2 separate regions of the Rattus norvegicus genome follow, and region 1 is linked to region 2. The links are chromatin contacts, called in public Hi-C maps. All regions are on one chromosome and are shown on one strand. Each heading gives the region's core, a stretch centred on a gene start, on an enhancer-like site or on the middle of the called end of the contact. The rest is flanking DNA. Distances are from core to core; before and after follow the strand shown.

Region 1 (3,128 bases), core at 403-2,902, 320 kb after region 2:
CCCCTTACAAACGGTAGACCCCTGTTCCTAACCCCCACTTACCAGGCCGAGGGGGATATGGCCACCGCCAAAGTGGGGCAGGTTCCCTCTGCCAAGCAGACCTCCACGTCGAACACCAGGGCCCGCTCCTCGGGGATGGCCACGGGTTCGGCCTCCCCCTCGGGGCCGTACCGGGTCCAGCCCTCCGCCCAGACCCACTTCCTGGGCTGGGGGGGCAATTGGGCCTCCGATAACGAGGCGGCCGCCTCCAAGTACGGGAGGCTCTGCTTCTGGGCCAGGAGGCGGAAGTGCTGGTCCAGGTTGCCCCCGAAGAGCCGGGGCAGGCGCAGCTGCACGTCTGGCAAGGGCGTGGTCGGCTGCCCCCAGAGCCCGTGCTTCCGCAGGTGCTCGATGCTGCGCTGCACCGCGGCCTCGTCGGGCACGTCCCCTCCGCACCCGAAGATTTGCTCGTGCAGGCCTCTCGACAGCATCTGGATGTGCAGAGGGTTGAGCCGCAGCTGCCCATTCTCTGAGGAGGGCATTTGCGACTGCGGCTGCCCGTCGCTGGGGACGGGGTCGAGGACGGAGCTGGAGACCCAGCGTCCTGTTGCTGGTACTGGCCCTGAGGCGACTTTGGCGCCGGCCACCTTCTTCCAGAGCAGGCGGCTCATGGTTGGTGCAGGGAGCCCCCCGCTGTGAGTCGGGACACCTGGCTTTGGGCTCCAGCTTGACTGCTTTTTACTGGCCGAAAGACTCAGAGAGAGACACGTCCCCTCTCTGTGTTCCTGTCAGTGAAATAGGTCTCACCATGCCTGCCTTCCTCACACAAATCCTAAAGGAGACAGATGATAAAGTGTTATTACATGTGTCACGTACTTGTACAAACAACTTATCCCTCATCAAATCTGCTGCGTGCCAAGCATTTTCTCCACTTGATCTTAGCCAAAAAGGCCACAGTGGTGTAGGGGCATTTTTCAGTTACGCCTCCAACAACCTTAAGAAATGGCACTGCCCCTCCCGACGGATGGGCCACACAGGCTCATCAGTGAACTTGGAGAAGCCGCTGGAGATGCTGAAATTGGGAGACGCAGACCAGAGTTGTTCTGGCTCTCCAACTGCGTGACCTTGGCCAAGCTCCTTAGGCCCCGACCTCCTCCTCTGTAAAATGGGGTTAAGGACTCTAGAGCCACGGACCACTGCTGTCTGAGTGACAGAGGGCGCGCTCGTCGCACGGCCCTGACCCCAGCAGGCGCTCAGCAGACAGCAGCTGCCAGTACCACCCCGCCGGCGGCCCGAGGGCCTAGCACCCCAACTTCGAACCCGCCAGTGAGCAACTGCTTCAGGGTCCGCACCCACACCCGAGCGGGCCCAGGACGCTCTACTCGGGAGATCGGCGGCAACCCCCGCGCACCCGGACACCGGGTCGTCGCCGCAACCGCCGCGATGCGCCCTGAGACCGGCCGCCGCCCTGCTTCCAGCCACGCTCCGGGACTGGAGAGGGAGCAGCCCCGCCGCCGCGCCCGGCCCTCCCCTTGCCGAACCCGCCGGAAACCTCGGTCTGTTCCGCGCTTCCCGTCCTGCGGCAGCCCACAGCCCTGGCAACGACGCGGCGTCCGCTGCGCGCGGCCCACGCAGCCTCCGGGTGGCGTGCGGTCTGGAGAGCAGCCGCAACTTCCCGTCTGCGCGAACTGGGTCCCGCGGCTACCCAGAGGCAGGCGGGAGACTCCCCGGAGCATCCAATAGGAGCGCCGCCAATGGAGCCGCCCGCCCGCGGGGGTGGCAGAGGGACTTCCGGGTGAGGCCCTCTGAAACTCCCCTCCCCATGGAGAGCGTGGACCAGTCTGAAGCTAGCCTGAAGGCGGCTTTACGCTTTAGGCTAAGTAGAGACAGCTTTATGCTGACGGCCGCGTGGCCTAATGGATAAGGCGTCTGACTTCGGATCAGAAGATTGCAGGTTCGAGTCCTGCCGCGGTCGGATCATGGTTTCTTTCCTTTTTCTCCGTCATTTCGTCACCTCTTCATAATCCCTTCGGAAACGAAGCGAAGTAACTGTAGTAGGTAGAACCAACTTCTATTCTAAACCAAATTCTTGGAACTCAAGGATGTGAGCAAACAACTGTCAGGATGAGACATTGCTGAAAATGTGACAGCGGTGGAGAGGCGTGTCCTGGTGCAGAGCGGAACGAACGGAGCACGTGCTGTCCGAAGTCTAAATCCGTCACCTACGGACAGCAAAGGCTTGGCTCGAAGTGAAGCCCTCCTATCCCGGGCGATGATGGTGATGGTGATGATGTTGAGTCCGATTGATCGCGCCCACCGGTCGCAGCTGAAGCACGTCCTCCTTCAGAGATCTGTCAATCTCCGGGTCCACCGCCTGTTGTTCCGGATGTTTCTGCTCCCGGCTCTCCGTAGTGGGTCAGCTGCAAAGAGTCAGGCAATACGGACCCGGGTGAATAACTGGGACCCAGGAATTCAAGTCGAGAGTCCCATGCGAGGAAAGCAGTGATCGGGGTTGTTACAGACACACACACACACACACACACACACACACACACACACACACACACACACACAGCTAACTAGCTAAAAATTTCGGGCCTCGCTGAAAGGCAGCGCCCACCCCACGCCCCCAACCAGTGCATCCAGCACGCTGAGAACTGTGTACAGGAGAGAGGGTCTTCCGATTTTTTTCAAGTCAGGTTGGTGTGACTCTATCCGCTTTTACTGTCACCAGCAGGGAGGAGGACTAGGCCAACCAACCTTTCTCCTTTCTGCTTTTCTTCTCAGATTCTTCCCCTTCTTTATTCTGTTTTTTTTTTTGTTGTTGTTGTTGTTTTTTTTTTAAACGATGAAGTCTCACGTTGGAACTTGGTAGCCCTGGCTGCCCTTCTGCCTCAGTGCTGAGACTACAAATATCCACAATCTAGCTTTCTGACTGAGATATTCTTATACATTTTTCTAGATGTACTTAATAGACACAAAGTGATTTTTGTTTGTTATCGGTTTTAGATACATAAACCAGAGTCAGCCACATAAAAGATTCCTTATTTTGTGATTCTTCTTGCTTTTACATAACTTTGCTCAGTTGATTTTTTTCTATAACGTGACGAAGGACAGGCCCTGAGCAGGAAAAACAATTTCATTTTTAT
Region 2 (3,192 bases), core at 441-2,940:
TCTCTGGTACCCTGACACTGGCACCAATCACTGAACAGCAGCTCCCCTTTGTCCTACTAGACTCCACCCCAAACTCGGCACTGGAATCAAACCTCAGAGATCTCTTCTCCTCCCCACAGCTGCCCACCCAAAGCACAAGGGCCCTCCTCAAAGCTCAAGGCCCCAGGGAGCTCAGACTCCCAAGCTGCAGGCAGGCAACACCATTAATGAGCACCAGCCCACACAGCTCCCTCGGCAAGGGCCTGGGGATCCTAAGGCGCTGTGGCAGAACTATTAGTCACTTGCTTTAAATAGCAGGTTAATCCCCTCTGACCTGGAAGGGCACAGACACAGCCTCACATGGAGACTCTGGATCCGCCAAGGCCTAGGCACCCCATACCAACAAGGGCCCAGCTTCTAGCCTTCCCTACAGCTGCACCTGGAACCAAACCAAGGGTCCAGAGAGGAAATCAGAAAGTGGAAGGTGGCCAGCAGCAGCGTTGGGACTGAGGCTGGCCACCTGCATATGAGACCCGGAGAGGCCAGCTCCTCTATAAATCCTATGGGACTTCAGGGTCCTGCTCTGGGAAGTGTCTCCAAGAACATTTGGCAATGTTGTGGAGAAGGCAAAGATAAGGGGTAAAAAGGATCAGAGGAGACCCCAGGCATCTTTCCAGCTGAGTGAACAGACTAGCAGTTCCCAGTTCGTGAAAGCTTGGAGCACCCAATGCCTTCAGCTCCAATCCCGAGGTCAGATCCTGTGCTAGGCCGACAGAGCTGAGCCTAGCTGTGATCGCTCCTGCCTGTGATCTCGCCAGTCCCATTTCTATGAGAAACGATGTCGAGGCTGCTTGAGCCGCTCACCGGCCCCACGTGGGCACTGCTTTTTCATGATGAACTCTCCACAAGCATCCCGCAAGAGGCCCAGACTTCTACCGGGGACCTCAGAGCGGAGGAGGAGGGCTAGGGGAGATAAAGCAGCCGGCCAAGGCCAGCCGGGGGCAGGAATCCCTTTTCTAAGTTCCAGACCCGCCCCACCTATAGTCAGTCTCTCGCACGGGCCCCTCAGTCCTTTCTTCCCTTATCTGATCAAACACCAACAAGTGGGGCACAGAAGTTCATTGGATTTTCTAGCCAGGTGGGTTCAGAAGAGAGTTTCTGGTTAAGTTAACTGGAGATGTACCCTCACAAGAGTACTATATTCTCCCAAATTGTTAGGATTGGAAAGCAGACACAGTTCGGTGGCCTCATTTTACAGACGCGGTAAAAAGAGGCAGGACGCAGCGGATTCCTTTGTTATGTGTAAGTCACATCCCCGGGGGAGGCTGGGCTGTCACCGGGTGTCCAGGGTCACCGCTCGGTGCAAAAGCTAGGATCACAGCCTCAAGGCCCCAGGGCAGAGCACGCAGAAGCACGTTCGCCTCTCCTACCCGGATGCAGCCCCTGAGCGTCCCCCTCCAGGCTTTGCTCAAGTTTGTCAACAGTAAAGATAGAGGGAGGGCCCCGCTGAGAACTTCCGAGCGGCGGGCAGAAGAGGGGCGAGGCCAGAGGGACTCACCGGACGCAGCGAAGAGGCCGGAGGCGCAGAGCAGCACACCGCACAGCGCGGCCAGCACACGGGAGAACTGCATGCTGCGGGACGCGGGAAATGGTCCACAAGCTCCGATGCTGGGACCGGAGAGTTCCTGCGTCCGCTCCTCTCACAGGGGAATAAATCAGGCGCTCAGCTCCGCCCACTGGCCCCAGGGCTCCGCCCCGGACAGCCCCGGGAGGACTCTGGGCGGAGCTCCGAGACCACAGTGGGAAGAGGGAGGGCTGAAGGGGGGTGGGGGGGTCCAGTGCCTCAGCCTCCCGGTGAGCCACGCCCTTCACCCCCCGCTGCCAGTCCTCAGCCTGAGGCCAAGTCCCGCTTCCTGAATGGACTGGACCGGAGAAAATTGCTCTGGAGGAAATTTTAAAAGGGAGCTCGATGATGGAGTGCTTCCCTAAGCATGCTGGAGACCCTGGATTCGATCCCCAACCCAGCAAAGATAAGTCGATAAAATAAAATAATCCAGGAGCGGTGGTGGCTCATGCTTGTAGTGCCAAGTCTTAGAAAGCTGGATCAGGAGGATTAGACAGCAGTTCCAGATCAGATCCCCAGTGTGTGCTCCATCCATAATGAGTTCCGATTAGTCTGGGCTACAGAATGGGACCCTCTTTCCTAAATGTGTTTGTTTATTGATTATTTGTTGTTTAGTTAATTAAAAATAACTGTTTAGACTTAAAATGCTAATTCTTATTGTAATGAGAGAATAGCAAATTCAGGCTACAATGAGTCCTGTGTTTCCTTTATCAGATTGGCAAGTGTCCGGCTGTTAACAGCAGAGGCTGTGGAGCAACAGGCCGAGGCATGCGGACCTTGGACAGAGTATGAGCCAGCTCAGCCTCTTTCTTGGGAAATAGTTTTCAAAAAGACAAAGACCAACACCTTAAGACCTAGCAGTTGTGCTCAGAGATGCACACTCATTTCATCAGACAGACATTGTGCAAAAAACGACACTACACGATGACATCATAATGCCTTTAGAAACGATGAAAAGACCAAAAAAGAAAAAAAAATTGTCAAACTTGTGTAAAAGTTCCAAATAGGAAATACTTTAGGATTTTGGCCAGCGTGGTGGTTCAAGCCTACAATCCCAGCACTCTGGAGGCAGAGACGAGAAAATTATAGAAAGTCCAAGGCTATCTTGGACAACACAGTGAGTCCTGGGCTATCCTGACCACCAGAGTGAGACTCTACTTCAAACAAACAAACAAACAAACAAATAATAGAAATAAAAATCTGGCTAAGCAGATGGCTCAGTGGGTAGAGCACTTACTGAGCAAGTGTGGTGACCTCAGTTCAATCCCCACAAATCCTTTGGGAAAGCAGAGCCCAAGTCCACAAAGCTGACCTCTGACCACCACACCCCCCCCAGTGTGCCAACACACATACACACTAATGGCGATGATGATGATGAGGAGGAGGAGGAGGAGGAGGAGGAGGAGGATATTATGATAAAGTCATTTAAAAGTTTCTGACCTATAATCCCAACACGTGCAAAGTGGGGGAAATTAGACCAGGAATTCAAGGCCATCCTCTGCTAGACAAGGAATTGGAAATCCAACTTGAGCTATGTAAGGCCCAAAGCCTCAAAATAATAACTACAAGATGATGATGATGGTGATGAC

What was found. A called contact is a pair of places that touch in the nucleus more often than the background predicts.
Region 1: a Hi-C map of the A7r5 cell line shows a contact between it and region 2, with 2.4 times the contacts expected there. The contact joins the promoter of Polg here to the promoter of Mfge8 in region 2.

Annotation. Positions count from the first base shown.
Region 1 is chr1:142,807,186-142,810,313 of GRCr8, forward strand. Polg (DNA polymerase gamma, catalytic subunit) reads right to left here and starts at 1,653. Exons shown (of 23, transcript NM_053528.2): 1 at 1,532-1,653; 2 at 43-811. The coding sequence starts at 650. It overlaps Trnar-ucg1 (transfer RNA arginine (anticodon UCG) 1), which reads left to right and starts at 1,882; the gene lies at 1,882-1,954.
Region 2 is chr1:142,487,741-142,490,932 of GRCr8, forward strand. It overlaps Mfge8 (milk fat globule EGF and factor V/VIII domain containing), which reads right to left and starts at 1,691. Exons shown (of 9, transcript NM_012811.3): 1 at 1,538-1,691. The coding sequence starts at 1,610.